Linked DNA regions of Hordeum vulgare: region 2 is linked to region 1. The links are chromatin contacts, called in public Hi-C maps. All regions are on one chromosome and are shown on one strand. Each heading gives the region's core, a stretch centred on a gene start, on an enhancer-like site or on the middle of the called end of the contact. The rest is flanking DNA. Distances are from core to core; before and after follow the strand shown. Region 1 has its middle 190 kb from the start of LOC123448079. Region 2 holds the start of LOC123448077 (methylesterase 17-like).

Region 1 (4,203 bases), core at 598-3,097:
CAGACAGTAAGGATTAACATACTATATTTTTATTGAGTTGGATGAGAGAGAAGAGGAGAGAGAAGGGAAGCGGACTCTTCGTGAAGAGCTAGCTCTAGCACGTGCTCCTAGGTGCTTTGTGAGGATGAAAGGTGCGCCTATATAATAAAAGTAGTACTCTTTTATAGCTAACTATTGTACAAGCTAGTTATAAGATGGCCTATAAGATGACTTATAGCCAGCAGTTGGCTATACTATTACACCATGCTCTTATAAGTCACATCTGCCTAAGTTAGCATATGCCATATAGGGCAGAGTCCACATTTGGACAATTTCCAAATAGGGCAAGTTTTCTACAGCACTCAGAAACAACATTAAAAATAAATGGAGAGGGGCCCCGCTGGTAGTGAGCCAGGCCCCTAAGAGAATGACATATGGGGCCAAGGGCCCACTGTCACGGTCTCACTCACAGAATGCAAAAATGGGGTGTTCATCTGCCTAAGTTGGCATATGCCATATAGGGCAGAGTCCACATTTGGACAATTTCTAAATAGGGCAAATTTTCTACAGCACTCAGAAACAACATTAAAAATAAATGGAGAGGGGTACAGCTGGCAGTGAGCCAGGCCCCTAAGAGAATGACAGATGGGGCCAAGGGCCCACTGTCACGGTCTCACTCACATAATGCAAAAATGGGGTGTTCTACAGCGCGCCCGAGGAATCGAACCGACGCAAGGGCCCACTGTCACGGTCTCACTCACATAATGCAAAAATGGGGCGTTCATCTGCCTAAGTTGGCATATGCCATATAGGGGAGAGTCCACATTTGGACAATTTCTAAATAGGGCAAATTTTCTACAGCACTCAGAAACAACATTAAAAATAAATGGAGAGGGGTACAGCTGGCAGTGAGCCAGGCCCCTAAGAGAATGACAGATGGGACCAAGGGCCCACTGTCACGGTCTCACTCACATAATGCAAAAATGAGGTGTTCTACAGCGCGCCCGAGGAATCGAACCGACGCAAGGGCCCACTGTCACGGTCTCACTCACATAATGCAAAAATGGGGCGTTCATCTGCCTAAGTTGGCATATGCCATATAGGGCAGAGTCCACATTTGGACAATTTCTAAATAGGGCAAATTTTCTACAGCACTCAGAAACAACATTAAAAATAAATGGAGAGGGGTACAGCTGGCAGTGAGCCAGGCCCCTAAGAGAATGACAGATGGGACCAAGGGCCCAGTGTCACGGTCTCACTCACATAATGCAAAAATGAAGTGTTCTACAGCGCGCCCGAGGAATCGAACCGACGCAAGGGCCCACTGTCACGGTCTCACTCACATAATGCAAAAATGGGGTGTTCATCTGCCTAAGTTAGCATATGCCATATAGGGCAGAGTCCACATTTGGACAATTTCTAAATAGGGCAAATTTTCTACAGCACTCAGAAACAACATTAAAAATAAATGGAGAGGGGTACAGCTGGCAGTGAGCCAGGCCCCTAAGAGAATGACAGATGGGACCAAGGGCCCACTGTCACGGTCTCACTCACATAATGCAAAAATGGGGTGTTCTACAGCGCGCCCGAGGAATCGAACCGACGCAAGGGCCCACTGTCACGGTGTCACTCACATAATGCAAAAATGGGGCGTTCATTTGCCTAAGTTGGCATATGCCATATAGGGCAGAGTCCACATTTGGACAATTTCTAAATAGGGCAAATTTTCTACAGCACTCAGAAACAACATTAAAAATAAATGGAGAGGGGTACAGCTGGCAGTGAGCCAAGCCCCTAAGAGGATGACAGATGGGGCCAAGGGCCCACTGTCACGGTCTCACTCACATAAGGGTGTTCTACAGATCCGAGGAATCGAACCGACTACCTCATGGTAGAGGCGCGGGCGGTCAAGTGGTCAACCACTGGGTTATGCCACGGTTGCTGACCACAGGGGCGTCTCGACTTATATTACCCTAGAGCGATGCGGGGCCGACCCGTCTTCTTCCCTGCAAGACTGCAACAGACAAGGCGACACGTCGTCAGCGAGCGGTGCGGCGAAGGCGGTGGCTGAGGCTTACCGGAGAGGCTTCGGGAACCCTAGGGGTCCCGTTCCCGGGGCTGCTCGACTCTACAGCAAGGAAGGGGCGTCGGAGCTCGAGCACGAGCAGAGGCTCGCTCGTCTCGGCTATGGCAGCAAGCCAGCAGGTGCTGCGAGCACGCGGCGAGGCGAGGCGAGGCGGGCGAGCTACGGGGCGCTGGCATGCTGGCATGGCTAGCTGCGCTGTCTGGCTACCGCACGAGCTTCTACGCGGACAAAGCGCAAACAAATCGCACCTTGGTGCAGAGCACCAAGTGCGCGGTCTTGGCACGGGCACGACGTGCTATACACCTAGCAATCTACGTCCGGAAAGCTCAAGGGTGACGCGTGGCTCACCTAGGGATCGATGGGCAAGAAGAAGCGGCTGGAGGCGCGTCGCAGACGCTGCTCAGGACAGCGGAGCGTGCCGGTGTTTCGGGTCCGCGACGAACAGGAAGAAGAGCTCGGGGCGGCGAAGATCTACAACCTCGGTGTCCTCCTTGGCTTCGTAGAAGAAGAGGAGCACCAGGGGCTTCCTTCCCGTGCACCAAACGAGCGGGACCGCGACGGAGATGTCAACCCCAGGCACGAGCTGCTGCTCGGCCGGAGCACGACGGACGCGGCGATAGCATGGCACTTGGGGGGGCTTACCTGCGGCGGCGAGGCAGGGTGGAGGGCGGAACGGAGAGAGGGGAGATTCTAGGGCATCAGGGGCATGTATTGTAGGGGCCGCGGGCGCCGGACGGCCATCAAATCGACCGGCTGCCGACGTGGAGCTGCTGGATGCGCAGCCGTATAGAGGTGCACGATGCCTGTGTGGCTGCGGGGCTGGCGAGGCTGCTCGCTAGCTGCTGCTCCACTGCTGGGCCAGGAGAGGGAGGAGTCCTAGGAGCAGCCTCTCTCTCTCTCTTTCACACAAACTAATAACAGTGCACGTGCGTTGCACGTCTTCACAAACATAAAGTTCAAGTAAGTATAAAATTTGAAATCATATTATACTATGACCACCTTATTATCTCTAAAGAAAAGAGGGAAGGGGGAATACAAACCTATCAAAGTGAAGAACACATTTTTACGATCAAACATATTTTTCGAGTGCACAATGATGGATTAAGATGGTAGTTTTCATATATGAGCAACATAAAAGCAGAGTTGTATTTTGAGAGATCTGAATTATTCAGACATGTCTTACTGCAATAGATTCAGAGTTAAGCCTAAATAATAGTGCCCTGTTTTTCTAAAGAAGATTGTGTTTTGCATATGTTCAACATGAAAGCAGAGTTCCATATTATGAGGTTTAGATTGTTCACATACGTCTTAGCGCAGTACCTTCAGACATAAGCATGAACAAGGATGGTTTGTTTTTTCGAAGAAGGTACTGTTGGTATATGAGCAACATAAAAGCATATATATGCTTTCAGAGATACACATTGTTCATGCATATGCTTGGCCAAAGTCAGAGTGATGCATACATCGAAAATTAAAGAGTTCTTCGAAAGGTAACCTAGAAATTCAAATCCAAACATACTGGTACTACTATATCAGCCTATATATGTGGCCAGCAGTTGCGAATGTAAATGAAGATCTTTGAGTCTTTCCATTGCTGCTGATGTTACACACCCCATCCTGGAAAAGATTCGAGTCCTTCCATTGCTGCTGTAAGTGACTTTCTGCTGCTATAAAAATGTCTCAAGTTCTGTTATGATACAATGACACCTGCTACGCGTACTGGAAGCCCCAACTGAACACATTATCAAAAAAGCTATAGCTCCAATTAAGAATAGTATATCAACTATCCACCTGATTCAGAACAACCATAAATAAGTAACAATGCTAAAGGGGCAAGCTTCCGGTTTTTCCTGTTTCTTGAACTTTTTTAACTGCGTGCAGTGGATAATTATGTAGGATAGTAATTGAGCACGTGCAACGCACGTCTCCACCAACACACATAAAATCCGTCTGAATATAAAGTATAAATTTGTATTCTATAAATTCTGAAAAATGGAACAAGGCATGACAAAAAAAAGAATTGATACACAACAAAGTGTGTTTTTAACATCAACTCGTAAATGATGTCAATGATTCAAGAACATAACATCAGATGAACATAAATATACTGAATAATCATGCATGCAGGGCATGTCTCA
Region 2 (4,203 bases), core at 558-3,057, 190 kb after region 1:
GGAGATCGTGGCTTGGTGGGTGAATCGGGAGCGAGGGACATGCGAGAGGATCGTGGCTGTTTCTTTTTCTTTTTTACCGTGTGGAAGAAGTGCGAGACGTGAGGGAAGGGAGATCGAACGAAGCGAGGTGAGATTTTTTTGCTGTATCGATCTCGTATGGGGGAGGAAGGAGGTCGAACCATCACGACGACTGCACATCCCTCTTTAATAATAGAGATGATAAGGAAACAAATAAACCGTTATTTCTTATGTAACTTTAGAAGATCTTGATTGGATGTTTCGAATAACTGAACAAGGAGAAACTATTTTTGGCTTACTTTCATGTGGTTTCGTAGCGTAGCACGGGCATTTTATTAGTACCTACTAATAAAGCAAGGTAATATTTTTGATTTCGTCCCGCGTCTGATCTTATATTACGTGAAATATATGAGGTGGTACTAATTCGTACAACCAAGTTTCATTAAAAAAAGTGAGGAGGATTCGGACTCGCAACCTTTAGGTTAGTACAGACTGTCATGGCCAACTGAGCTATGGCAAAGGTGATACCAATATTAAAAATTGTCCCACACACAATATACATCTTATATACGCAACTTATATACATATACAATATACGCAACTTATATACGTCTTTCGGTTCCCACGTTATCAGGAAGAGGTCTTGGGGATTATGACAGAGAAGAGAAACGTGGAAGGAATAAAGGCTTAAGGAAGGAAAAGAGAAACGTGGAAGCCATAAAGGCTAAGGAAGGAAAGAGTGGCAACTTAACATTCTACGTATATGGGCTGCTATTAAACCCATGAGGCCAGAAAATCTAACAGAGATGAAAGACCTTTTCCGTAAATTCTTAGCCCGAGGTGTCCGATCGGTAAGAAAGAGTCAAACCACGCGTGAAGTCGGCATGCATGTACGTGGAACAAGATAAAACAGGACTAGAAATCCACCCAGGAAATAATAAAAGGACAAAACACGTGAAGTGCAAATCCTGAGTGATTCAAGTTATGCAATTCTAGCTCGTTCAAAAAAAAAAAGTTATGCAATTCTAGTGCCGCGTACATAGACATACCGTACGTGACAAATGGCGTGCATACACATAGCCTATACATGTTGGACTTGGTCTTACCTGTCTCCATCGACCGGCTCGCACCGAGTCAACTTTTCCCCGAGGACGTGATGTGCTGTGGACAACTATTTTCCTATCTTTTTTCCCGAGATTTATGCATGGGCAGGTGCAGTAAAAGAGCGAAACGCTGAGCTGGTCGTTGAATGCATGCGATTTGGTCGTTTGAAGAGTAAGAGCATCTCCGAATCTAAAAAACTGGTGTCTTGAAGGGTCGAAAACTTCAACCGACGATAAAAAAGATGTATCTTTCCAACCATACCCCCATCTCAATCAAAAATTTATGAAGGTAATGAAAAAGTGGACCTAAAAAAGGACACATGAAAAGACGTGGATTGCGACGCCCCCAAAAGCCCGAAGCGCGTCGGGTTCTGCCCGGGTACGCAGGCGCTATTTTGACGTCCTGGGGACGCTGAGGGCATGGCCGGGCCGTTTTTCGGTCAAAAAACGCCCCCAAGCCTAACACCGAGCCTAAAAAGGTGTCCTTAGGGGCATCCTGGGAGCTGAAGTTGCTCTAAGCAAACATGAGTAGACCGATCTATGTTTCCATCCTGCCCAAGTATCTGAATAGACTGATCATCGCCTCGTGGCACCTCGTCCCTCTGGCCAACGTCTTAAGTTTGATTCCCGGCATCTACTTTGAAGACATCGAAATCAAAACTGCCTGGCCTCGCCTATATAAGTTTTAAGCAGCTCATCACTAACGGGCACGCAATCGCAGATACCCCCAGATAGATAGGCAGGCGCACAAACAATCGTAGTGGTACAAGTTATTGACGAGATGGACGCTGGCGGCGATGCTACCAAGGGCAAGGAGCACCTTGTCCTAGTGCACGGTGCCGGCCACGGCGCCTGGTGCTGGTTCAGGCTCCTGGCCCTGCTCCGGGGCTCCGGCCACCGCGTCTCCTGTGTTGACCTTGCCGGGGCAGCAGGCAGCCGCGTCGACCCCGACTCTGTCCGGTCGTTCGACGAGTACACCGGGCCGCTCGTCGACCTCCTGTCCGCGCTGCCGGAGGGCGAAAAGGTGACGACAGTAACCGTGTACCCACACGCCCACACCCCTGCTTGCAATTGGATGCTTGCATGCATGGACTAGTTTTTTTTTTTTTTGGTTACTGCACTACTCTTTCAGTCTCAGGATAACAAAATATAGCTCTAAACTAAATTCTTTTACTGCATATTTTTGGGAATCATGATAGATGAAAAAAATGTGGTTTTGTGGGATAAAAGTGTATAACATACTGAGAATCAAAGAAAATTACTCATAATAACAAGGAAATCTCGTGTTACTGATTGATACTAGCACAACAACAAACTAACGGCGGCATATTTCCTTCAGGTGATTTTGGTTGGGCATAGCGCAGGAGGGCTAAGTGTGACCCATGCAATGCATTTATTCAGCGACAGGATTAAGCAGGCAATCTTCATAGCAGCAACCATGCTCCCATTTGGCTACCAAACGGAACAAGACATCAAAGATGTGACTGCTTGAACTCTCTTATCATACGCTCAATTAAACTCTTATTATGTCCGGTCACAATAGCAGCTACCATTAGTTCTTGCTTTTAAAGACTTTCAGCTGAAATTTAACAGGGCGTACCTGATTTATCCGAGCTTGGGGACGTGTATGACCTAGCATTTGGTCTTGGAATAGACCACCCGCCAACGAGTGTAGCACTGCGGCCAGAGTTCCAGCGCATGATCCTGTCCCAGCAAAGCCCCCAAGAGGTTGGTTAATGGAATTGCAGCGCTGAATCATCTGCCGATGTGTTATATGCCATGGTCGCGGAGCTGTAACTGTAAGATGTTTGTTCAGGACTCTGCGCTTGCCTCCATCCTACTCCGTCCATGGCCTGCCGCCTTGAGCGCAGCCAGGTTTGGGAGAGGCGGTGGGGACAGCAGCGCGATCGACCAGGTGCGGCGCGTGTACATAACGACGGCAAAGGATTCCATGGTGAAGCCGGAGCAGCAGGAGGCCATGATTCGCCGGTGGCCACCGAGCAAGGTTGTGGCCATGGACACCGACCACAGCCCCTTCTTCTCCGCTCCGGAGCGTCTCTTTCAACTCATCATCAAGTTACTGTGACCACTTGTACATCATGCATACACGGTCTGGGTGACGCCTAGCTGCTCCTGCTATTGTATTCTCCAGTCTCCACTTCTCCAGTCTTCACTGTGTGATGTTACTTACTCCCTCCGTTCCTAAATATAAGTCTTTTAAGAGATTTCACTACAAACTACATACGGAGCAAAATGAATGAATCTACACTCTAAAGTATGTCTATGTTCATCGGTATGTAATCTATAGTGGAATTTTTTTAAAGACTTATATTTAGGAACGGAGGAAGTACATGCCAATTAAGTTACAAACAAGGCTATGTTAAGTTCCAGATGTACGACACATGAATATATCATGGTGCAAAACCAGCAATTAACACCACAAAACATCCTCCGATAAGTTAGCACGTCCGTCAGGGCCAAATGCCAAACACGATGTAGGGAGGAGAGAAACCAGCTGGTCCACACGCTATATCCTGCCATTTTACATGCAAGATATGTAGAGAGCACCTGGCATGGCATCCATTTATAGTAGACCTCAATGGACGATCTGCTTGGTTTTGACATTTGGAACTGACCGCACAAATGCAGTTGTCCCGGTGTTTGGTACAGAGATAATGATGTACCCAATAGGCAGATACTGAACGGGCATGGCAGGGGAGCATTTTGTGCTTGTTCATGGGGAAGGGCATGGAGGGTGGTGCTGGTTCAAGCTCCGGTGGCTCCTTGAGGGCTCTGGCTACCAGGTGACCTGCATAGACCTTGCTGGAGGCGGCGTAGACCCTACCGACCCCAACACCGTCCGGTCATTCGAGCAGTATGACAAGCCGCTCCTGGGCCTCATCTCTGCCTTGCCGGAAGGCGAGAAGGTAGGATCCTGCAGTATTGCTGCTAATTTATAAACTACTTATGGCCACAAAGTGCTGAAGGTAGCTTGTTGCTTTGTTGTGAAGCTGCTTAGGGACATGTGTTCAAAATGGTGAAGAGTTATAGGCGATTTGGTTTATCTTTTTAAACTCATTTT

The links. A called contact is a pair of places that touch in the nucleus more often than the background predicts.
Region 2: a Hi-C map of leaf shows a contact between it and region 1, with 2.6 times the contacts expected there. The contact joins the promoter of LOC123448077 here to the enhancer-like site in region 1. A contact is called at or near these places in 3 of 6 Hi-C or Micro-C datasets (leaf and seedling) and 1 of 1 datasets of contacts at active chromatin or transcription factors (embryo).

What each region holds. Positions count from the first base shown.
Region 1 is chr4H:117,027,759-117,031,961 of MorexV3_pseudomolecules_assembly, forward strand. No RefSeq gene overlaps it. Among protein-coding and RNA genes, the nearest start is that of LOC123448079, 190 kb to the right of the region's middle. Within about 2 kb of position 1,848, at least 3 of the 3 cell types and tissues checked have open chromatin away from gene starts, as enhancers often do. A contact at or near this core is called in leaf and seedling, where this site is marked.
Region 2 is chr4H:117,217,398-117,221,600 of MorexV3_pseudomolecules_assembly, forward strand. It overlaps LOC123448077 (methylesterase 17-like), which reads left to right and starts at 1,808. Exons shown (of 4, transcript XM_045124848.1): 1 at 1,808-2,145; 2 at 2,461-2,601; 3 at 2,715-2,849; 4 at 2,938-3,279. The coding sequence starts at 1,903. The coding sequence ends at 3,207. It overlaps LOC123448079 (a long non-coding RNA gene), which reads right to left and starts at 1,760. Exons shown (of 3, transcript XR_006631605.1): 1 at 1-1,760. LOC123448078 (methylesterase 17-like) reads left to right here and starts at 3,374. Exons shown (of 4, transcript XM_045124849.1): 1 at 3,374-4,048. The coding sequence starts at 3,830. It overlaps LOC123448080 (a long non-coding RNA gene), which reads right to left. Exons shown (of 3, transcript XR_006631606.1): 3 at 3,240-3,323.